Regions from separate parts of the Gossypium hirsutum genome. Here all the other regions are linked to region 3. A link is a contact called in public Hi-C data. All regions are on one chromosome and are shown on one strand. Each heading gives the region's core, a stretch centred on a gene start, on an enhancer-like site or on the middle of the called end of the contact. The rest is flanking DNA. Distances are from core to core; before and after follow the strand shown.

Region 1 (3,220 bases), core at 271-2,770, 280 kb after region 3:
AAAAAAACAAAAAGAAAGAAAGAAAAAATTAAAAGTAACATACAAGAAGAAAATAAAAACTTTCAGATTCTTAAAGCTTAACCACCTTCTTCTGACAATAGCAAAAAATAATACCCTCTAACACATACGATGGGATTCGAACTCAGTACCAGACAGAATACAAACAAATGCCTAACTAGGGAACCAGCAGGCTCATTCTTGTCATAATAACACAACGAATTGAATTTAAGCGGCAAAGCTTGCTTATGGGTTGTTTTAAAAACAATAAAACTTTGATAATGCGATTTGAACCCTAGACTTTAAACTCAGAAGCAGAACATAGAACCACAGATATAGAAATTAATTATTACAGGTTTTTCCCAGTTAAAACTTAAAATTTTGAGGTGTTACATTTCAAATTCAACATTTTTATTTGCTTACACAGTTACATTGTTGTAATATGAGTAATGTGTGTATTTTTTTCATATTTTAAAACTATTTGATAATTCAATTAAATGGAGATCCTTTAATAGACTTATTAATTGAACTTTTTTATATCAAACTAAACTAAATTCTCAAAATTGAAAATAAAGAAACTAATTTTTTCAATGCGCAAGAAGAACAATTAATCTTCTATATCTATGTAAGTATTAAACTTTGTTGACCTCTTTTGGACGTCCGACAAAAAATTTAAATTTGGGTGGTTGGAATCAAATTATTATTCAATAATAATATTTTAATTAATTATATAAAATTTTATTAATGTGTTTAATTCGTTAAATTTTAGATTACGTTTCGTAATACGATTATGGGATGTAAGATTATGGGTAGAATGTAAGATTCATTTAGTTGAAAAGTAATATTCATGTGTTTAGTTGACAAAATGTAACATTACTTAAAATTATATATTACTCAATTGCCCATGTTATAAAATTTATCTTTTTAAAAAGCTTAGTTCATTTAATATTTTTTTAATTTCAATTTTCATAAAATTATGATAAATTTTTACTTTTTATTACAATTTTTATATTAATCAGTAAATATATGATGTGAAGATAAATTTATAAATTATAGTTATAATAATTCATGAAAAGCGATTGCAACATTAAACATAATTATATTTATGCTCATAATTAATATATTATTAAATAAATTATAATTGTAATGTATGATATTTATTAATTTAATATTAAAAATTTTTTATTTATTTGTTTTTAATTAGTTTTAAACTTTATTTAAGAAAAAAATTTAAATTAATTAAAATAATAAAAATAAAAGGTAAATTAATCCAAAAATTAATATTACTCCTGTACTCTAAAATAACTTCAAAAATAAATCGTAATGGAATTATATCCTATATTACCACTGGTTAATCAAAATATTTATAATCCAAATACTATTTCATTATAAAATAAAATATTATCAACAATAATATTACATTCGATAAATCAAACCCCTCTTCCCTAACCAGCAGTCGGTAAGATTATTTTAAACATATGTCGGATAAAGTAATAGCCATAGGATTTAGAGCCATTAGACTGAGGGTACATCTCCACCACGTGCTTTATTTGACGCTACAGAGAGCTTATCACTATCCTCCCTTTCCCCCTATATAAACGCTTACTTTGTGCTTCCCTTCACAAATTAATTCATCGCAGACAAAAGAAATGGGAGTTCAGTGTATTATGAAGAAGCCTAAAATCTTGCTGGTTCCATATCCAGCACAAGGTCATGTGAATCCCATGCTAAAGCTAGGCTTAGCTTTACTTACCCATGGGTTGCAACCCATCATAGTAACCCCTGAGTTTATTCACCGTCGGATTGTAGCCAACATGGACCTCAACGACTACCAAATGAGGTTTATGTCCATACCCGATGGCTTTTCCGGAGAAGAAGGTCCTTATGATTTCTTTTCCATCGAGAAATCTATGGAGAATATCATGCCCAACCATCTGGAGACTCTCCTTCATGAACTTGATGAAGACGACGATGGAACAGTAGTTTGTATGGTTATTGATTTATTGGCTTCCTGGGCCATTCAAGTTGCTACTCGATGTGGGATCCCTGTTGCTGGATTCTGGCCGGCTATGCAAGCTACTTACCGGTTGATCACCTCCATACCGGAGATGATCCACGCTGACCTGATTTCCGAAACTGGTAAATTTACCAACACTTGGTTTTTTTTTTCAACCTTTATTTTTATTTTTAAAAATTTAGTTTTGTTAAAATTTTTATATTAAATTTATCTATATTTTTAAAGTGAAAAATTCAATTGATAGTTAAGTAACAAAAACATTGATATTGCAATGATAAAAATAAAAATCTTTGAAAAATTTTAAATCCCAAAAGGTAAAAAATTAAATTCTTTGAAAATAAAAAGATTAAATTTTAAATATATAAAGAATATAAGGACCTAAAATATATTTTAACCTTTTTGCTTCCGTTAATGATTGACCAATACGATTCGTTTTAGTTCTCGATGATATTGACCAAAAGCACATGGGAAAATATTTTTTTTTTCCACTGCCACGAAATGGGTTGACCCAAACATAAAAATTCTTTTATTTTTCTAATGTTAAAATTTATTAATTTCGGTAGTTAAAAAAAATTGTAACTTCCAAATAATAGCAAATTATTTTTATTGTTTTATTTTTTAAAATATCATTATTCAACTTTTTTTTTATTGTTGAGAAATCTCTTGGGGCAGAACTAAATTAAATGCAAAATCCCAGTTAAAAATTTCTTTAAAATAAACTTGTGAGCCCAAAAAACTGAATGTCTGAATCAATTTGAATCACGAGTATGAGATAGATACGATTCTGGATATTTAACATGTGCCCCATGGATTCTATCAAAAGTCAAATCAAATTATTGTATTTTATTATTTTTAAATATAAAAATTTAAATATCTTTATGCTTTACTTGATAAAATAATTATTTTTGGATCAACTACATCGGGATCGAATAATAGTCGAAAAAATGGGAAACCTCTACTCATTTCAGCCCATTATAGCAAACAAGTAAATGAAATGAAGGTAATTTTGCAGGGTGTCCCCGACATGAAGGTACGGTGTCATCCCTACCGAGTCAGCCATTGCTATCAACCGAAGATCTTCCATGGCTGATCGGAACCCAAGCTTCAAGAAAAGCTAGACTCAAATTCTGGATCAGAATCTTAGATCGTTTAACATCTCTCCGGTGGCTCCTCCTCAATTCCTTTCCCCAAGAATCCATCATCCAC
Region 2 (2,880 bases), core at 60-2,559, 420 kb after region 3:
CAACACTAATATTGATCCTAATAGAAAAAAAAACGAATAATAATATCATATATAATTCAAAATAAAAAGACTATTGAAGAGAAAATTTTTGAGAGCAATAATTAGAAGGATTTCATTTGGTAACAAATTTTTAATCCTTTGCATGTCCTTAAAGTATTAATATTATATTAACCAAATATTTTCATTAGCCTAATTATTAGTTTAAACTTTAAAGGCCAACTCAAATATGATATAGAATATATTTAAGATACATGAATTATTTTGTAAACACGTCTACACCTATCACATGGATAATTTAAATTAAAAAGAAGATTACATTGACATTTTCTATTTTCTTGGTTAAAATATTAGATGGAAATTGCTCATATTATAAGTAGACTCTTTGCTTTAGATTAGAGTAGATATTTAATGGACATAATTGATATAATGTTAAAATTGTAAAGACTCAATAGAAAAAATGAAAGGAGAAATTATGGAGAAGCGTGTGGGAATGGCTTTTGGTCAATCCAAGTCTACCCATACAAGTAAAGTTTATTAATACGTTTAACATTTCTTAAGGATAATGTCTTAACAATTCTCAAGTTTCATTTTCTGGTGAGTTGTATGGATGTATATCGATTATATAGGCTTCAACCATTAATTGCAGTTTTAGTCCTTTCTAAAATCTTAATACTTCATTTTAATCTTATTATGTACTTATGATCACCAACTCGAAAATCAAATAAGATTCGGGTCGCTTACCGCGACCTGGCTAGGGCACACAAGATGGATACGTGCAAGCCTCACAGTACGAAGTCAGCAAGGGGTACTTGCAAGGGGAGCTCACGGACTCAGCTCGCATATGTCTAAGGAGTATCCAGCAAGCAGTCCAGAACAATATACGTGTCTAGCATGCATAGAGTCTATTAAGAACGTCAATTCCATGAACAGTAGTTATATACAAAAATATTCGGTTATCCCCTTTTATAGGACAAAACGAAAAATTACTTAATATCTTTCTCAATTTAAAAATTCAATTTAATCTATTTTTAAATACAAAATTTTAGTTTTGATTTATTTTTTTTAATTTAACTTATTCTATAATTATATATACTTATAATTTTGTATATATATACTTTCAAGGGATCCATTTGCATTGATATAACATATTATAATAATTTTTAATATTTTAATAATTCACTATGAATTTAAAAATATTTCATTTATATCCACCAAAAAGAATTTCACCCTTTTTTGTTTTTTTTTTTCTTATACTACGTATTGACTTATTGTAATAATAACAGTAAAAATTCAGACATTTTTTCAGACAACTATTTTGACCATTTCCTTTTTCTTTTTTTTTTCCTTTTCATTTTTCCATTTATTTAAATAAGCAAAGCTTGATACGATTAGAAAACGTTTCAGCTTCAGCTGAGAAGATCGAACGAACTATTCAATCCTACATCAACAAGTTCCCAAAGTTGTTCAATATTTTTATTCTGGGTATTCTCTATTTCCAATTTGTTTTTTTTTTGGATTTTATGTGGCTATGGCTATGGCAATGGCTGTTTTTTTGTTTTTGTTCTCACAGCTATGTTCATTCCCTGGCTCCTGTCTTACTTGGATGACTCGTGCTCTGCTTGGTTGCTGAGAAAATGGAAGAAAAAAAAAAGATAATTATAAGAAATTCATTGTTAATTTGGAATTGTTTTTGTTTAGGATAGACTTCTCCCAATCCATTTCAGCGTAGAGTTATAGGCATCACAGTTAAATGATCCTACCCCTTTTTTAATCTATCATATGCTTATATGGAATATATGAAGAGCTATTCTAGGAACCATTATTTTGTCTTTTATTTTCTGGGTTTTTTAGGGTATGGGTATTTCTAACATACCCATTGAGCATCTGGATAACTTGGATTTTTAAGCCAAGGTTTTAGGGATTTCTTTTTTACTTTTGAGGATTTGCTGTTAAGCTTTTAGGATCATGGATGATTGTTAGCTTTTGATTGATGTTCTTATGTTTGATATTGTGTTTGCTTGATTTGGAGGGTTATCAACCTTTTCCTATCAGTATAATTGATGGCCTAAATTCTTGCAATCTCATGTTTTCTTGGCTGGATATTTTTATTGAGACAGTATGAGTGAAGGGCAGCACAATAATGCAAGTGCAAGCTCCAGCTCGAGTTTGAATAGCAGTTTCCAAGATACAGAGGATGACCAAGCCATAGCAAGCATCTTAGCAGAAGAGGAAAACTTGCACTACAATGCCAAACTTGGAAAACGACTCTCTCATCTGGATTCCATTCCGGTATAATCATCTCTTATCTCTTATTTGTTAGTTGGTCGCTTTGTTGAAAAACTATTTGCAATTGTTTTAAAACTGTGCCGTAGTAGTTTATTTCCTAAAATGCAATCTATTCTCTTCTCTTTAATTCCACAAGGACTATGTTCAGCTGAATGAAATGCTATAATTTGGAAACTTTAGGAATTATATGTCTCCGACAATAGATGCCTATAATTGTTCAACATTGTGTTATTTTCACCACTTCTGAGATTCCAGCTATATTTCTTTCTTTGCTTCATTCTAAAGTTTTCTTTTCCCATTATAGTTTGTTTTCTCGGTCCTTGAGTTATATGCATTATTATTGTATAATTGCCATTGCCTGAAGCAGATATTCTCATAATATGAAATAGATCATTGATCATTAGAATTGGTTAAAACGTGTTCTTTGTGCATTTTCTGTTTCTGTTGTAATTTTATGACAATTCAAAGTACAAGTGCAGCATGACTAGGAAGAGTGGTATGGTCCTTTTGTCTTTAACGTCTCTTACCATAGATATAGGAGTCTACCAAAGAGTAAGTTAGTGCCATAGTACTACCTTTTTGTCTCTCTTGCAC
Region 3 (3,065 bases), core at 398-2,897:
AAAGGTAGAGGATATATTGGAATGGAATGGCCCCTTGTTAAAAGAATGAGAGGACTTACATACAAAAGATACAGGAGATGTCATGTTCAAAGTTTTACTGATGACAAGGTCACATCTTGTTGCCCCTTTATACAGGGTGCAACATGACCACGTGGATCGAAAATGAGACATTCTAAGGCAGCTTAGCAATCAAGGAGCGTGAGGCCAAGTACTCTTGACGAAGGTAGTCCATAAGCGGCATTGTGTTCAAGGGGTGACATGTGGAGCCATTTCCGGAGGTGGTATAACAAAAATGAACACTACTTTAAACCCAAAGGAACAATGCAGGGTAACAAAATCCAAGTAGGTCAGATTTTGAAAACTAGAAATGTAAAACACTGCTTTTTAGAATATTGCCTACTATTTGCTTGACTTTCATGAACTTTCCTCTAAGTGGTGGTTGTGTAACGAGTGCATAATGTTCACTGCAACGCTCGTTATACGAGTAAACTATAGGTAACAAACAACCTCTGTCCACTGGATTTGCACATCAAGCCCTCCCATATGGATTATGATTCCAATTTCAATAAGCCCCACTCCGCTACCTCAAGCTTCCGATAACCAAACACAAGAACATGTTGCTCACTTCAACTAAGAATCAAATAGTTTGTATAATGGATAAACCCTAAACTAAAAGCTTAATCTCCCGATCAATGCAGATTTACAGAAACAGCGATAACCATGAAAAGCCACATCCAAGCATATTCAAAATGCAGTAAAGCATACCCATTTCTTGGGTTAGCTAAAACATTCAAAAATCCAAAAATAAATCAGTGACAGTGATGACATTATAATAGGTTCAAACATTAAAAGATTCAATTCTCAACCTCCATTGACCTACAGATCTACGTTAAGACAAAATGATAAATCATAAAGGACAAAAAATAGTTCAAAAGCTTAAATTTCTTATAGAAATGAGCAAATCACGTTCCATAATATAACAAAAATAATAACCCAGAAATATCTTATCCAAACAGATTCAAAACCCGTCATTAAATTCAAAATTGTTCGATAAAACTACATAAGCATAAAACATGTTCCAATAAAACACTTAAAACCTGAGCTTAGTAAAGAACCACCTGTTTTTCCCAGTCTTGAACCTCTCTTCAAACCTCTCCTTAGTTGCCTTACAAGCGGCCACTTTCTTGTCCTTGGTCTGGAGAGCATCGACGGTAACCACGTCTTTCAAGTCCACATCGAGGGTGTAGCGCGTGGGCATCAGGTGCTGGTAATTGACGAGCTTGATGAAGCACTTGACGCGTGACTTCTTGGCGGTTTTCTTCGCGGAGTCCTTGCGGATAACCTTGCTTGGATACTTCTTTATCCCTGCAACCAAACAATGGCCATAGGCGCGGTCACGTGTGCCATCGTCGAAAGATCTGACAATGACGGCTTTGCGGCCAGCGTATCGGCCCTGGAGGACGATAACTGCCTTGTTTGGTTTAAGAAACTTCACCATGGCGACGGCGGCAGCTGCGGCTCTGATTCTCTTCTCCCAAAAACCCTAAGTAAAGAAACAAGGAAAAAGGGAAATGAGGTAATATATACTGCGAGTTGAGTGAAACCCTATAGGTTTCGGAATCTTGGTGGGCTGGGCTTACATTTATGAACTCCCTAGCTATACTAAGAATCATAGGTTTATTTTATTTGGATTAGATTTTGGGGCCTTAATTTTCCGGTCAGAGTGATGGGTCTATTTAGGTCCAATAATTTCGCATGCATTTTGTATGCAAATAAATATAAAAGAAGGTTATATAACATCGATTTTTAAATTAAAATTTTTAAATAATTTAATGACTATTTTATAATTTTTTGAAGTTAAGTGATCAAAACGTAAATTTATTAATAATTTAGTAACTTTCAATTTAGTTTACTTTAAATATTTATATATTAGTAATTTGTGTTTTATGATATGATTCGTTCATGTGTTTTTATAGGATTTTTTTATTTGAATAGTATGAAAACGATACTCAAAATAGTATAAGTTCAAGATTATTTATTAAAATAAAATGAAAACTACAATGAAGGTGAAAGTTGCACAAGCTACATGATTTTATCCAAAATACGAAACTTAAATATGTGCATGGATCTCGAGTTATAATGTACGGTTGTTTTTTATAGGTTTTAGTTCAAGTAGTCTAACTCATTGATTTTAGTTTAAATTGTATCAATTTTTAATATAATCATAATTTTTAGTATAATCATTATTATCACTAAGTATGCATATAAGCACTAGTTTAGAACATAATTTATTTGAATTTTAATTATTAATGCCATGTCAGATTATAACTTGCGAAATAAGTTAATTTAAAATTTCAATTACTTCATAAATATTTTATATATAAGTTAGTGAATTTTTTTTGAAAGAATATAAGTTATGATTAAAAATTAATACAAGGATTTAGTCAAACATATAATATGAATATGTTATGTGTGATTTTTTTTCCATTTGTAAAAAAATGTTATTAAATTTGTAAATATTATAGTTATATGAAATAATTAGATTATAAGACACAATTAAAGCTATTAAACAACAAACTTAACCATATGGTGTAATTTACGACATAAAACTTTATGCGACTTACATACATATGATATGATAATATCCAAAATTAGTTTTGTGAATACTATAAGTTCCCCGCAATTTTGAAAGATCATTTAATTTGTATGGTATATCATACAACTATAATTTTGTGGGACTAAGTTTTTGTTTAAGTCCAATTTAAATAAAAATTTTAAAATTTAGATTCAATCCGTATTAAATTTTTTAAATTTTATTTTTTATATAATTTTAAAAAAAAATAAAATACACTAAATAGACTAAAAACATTAAAAATAAATATTTCACGATAAATTGAAAATAAATTTTTAAAAAAATCTTTATACTTAAATAACACTAAGATAAGTTCAACTTAACAAGAAAATGTATCTAAAATAGCCGCAAAATTAACAATAAAACAAGTGTTATATAATATTCAAACATTAACAACAAAATAGTAGCAATATAATAATGAAATGGTAGCAAA

Evidence for each region. Hi-C and Micro-C count contacts between places; a contact is called where the count stands out from the background.
Region 1: a Hi-C map of leaf shows a contact between it and region 3, with 3 times the contacts expected there. The contact joins the promoter of LOC107948556 here to the promoter of LOC107948045 in region 3. A contact is called at or near these places in 6 of 34 Hi-C or Micro-C datasets (hypocotyl, leaf and seedling).
Region 2: a contact with region 3 is called in a Hi-C map of leaf, with 3 times the contacts expected there. The contact joins the promoter of LOC107948555 here to the promoter of LOC107948045 in region 3. A contact is called at or near these places in 19 of 34 Hi-C or Micro-C datasets (anther, callus, fibers and 4 more).

The regions. Positions count from the first base shown.
Region 1 is chrA07:85,299,143-85,302,362 of Gossypium_hirsutum_v2.1, reverse strand. LOC107948556 (UDP-glycosyltransferase 82A1) reads left to right here and starts at 1,520. Exons shown (of 2, transcript XM_016883143.2): 1 at 1,520-2,136; 2 at 3,027-3,220. The coding sequence starts at 1,647.
Region 2 is chrA07:85,159,631-85,162,510 of Gossypium_hirsutum_v2.1, reverse strand. It overlaps LOC107948555 (OVARIAN TUMOR DOMAIN-containing deubiquitinating enzyme 11), which reads left to right and starts at 1,309. Exons shown (of 10, transcript XM_016883142.2): 1 at 1,309-1,482; 2 at 2,118-2,289. The coding sequence starts at 2,119.
Region 3 is chrA07:85,583,592-85,586,656 of Gossypium_hirsutum_v2.1, reverse strand. LOC107948045 (60S ribosomal protein L27-3) reads right to left here and starts at 1,647. Exons shown (of 1, transcript XM_016882524.2): 1 at 925-1,647. The coding sequence starts at 1,498. The coding sequence ends at 1,091.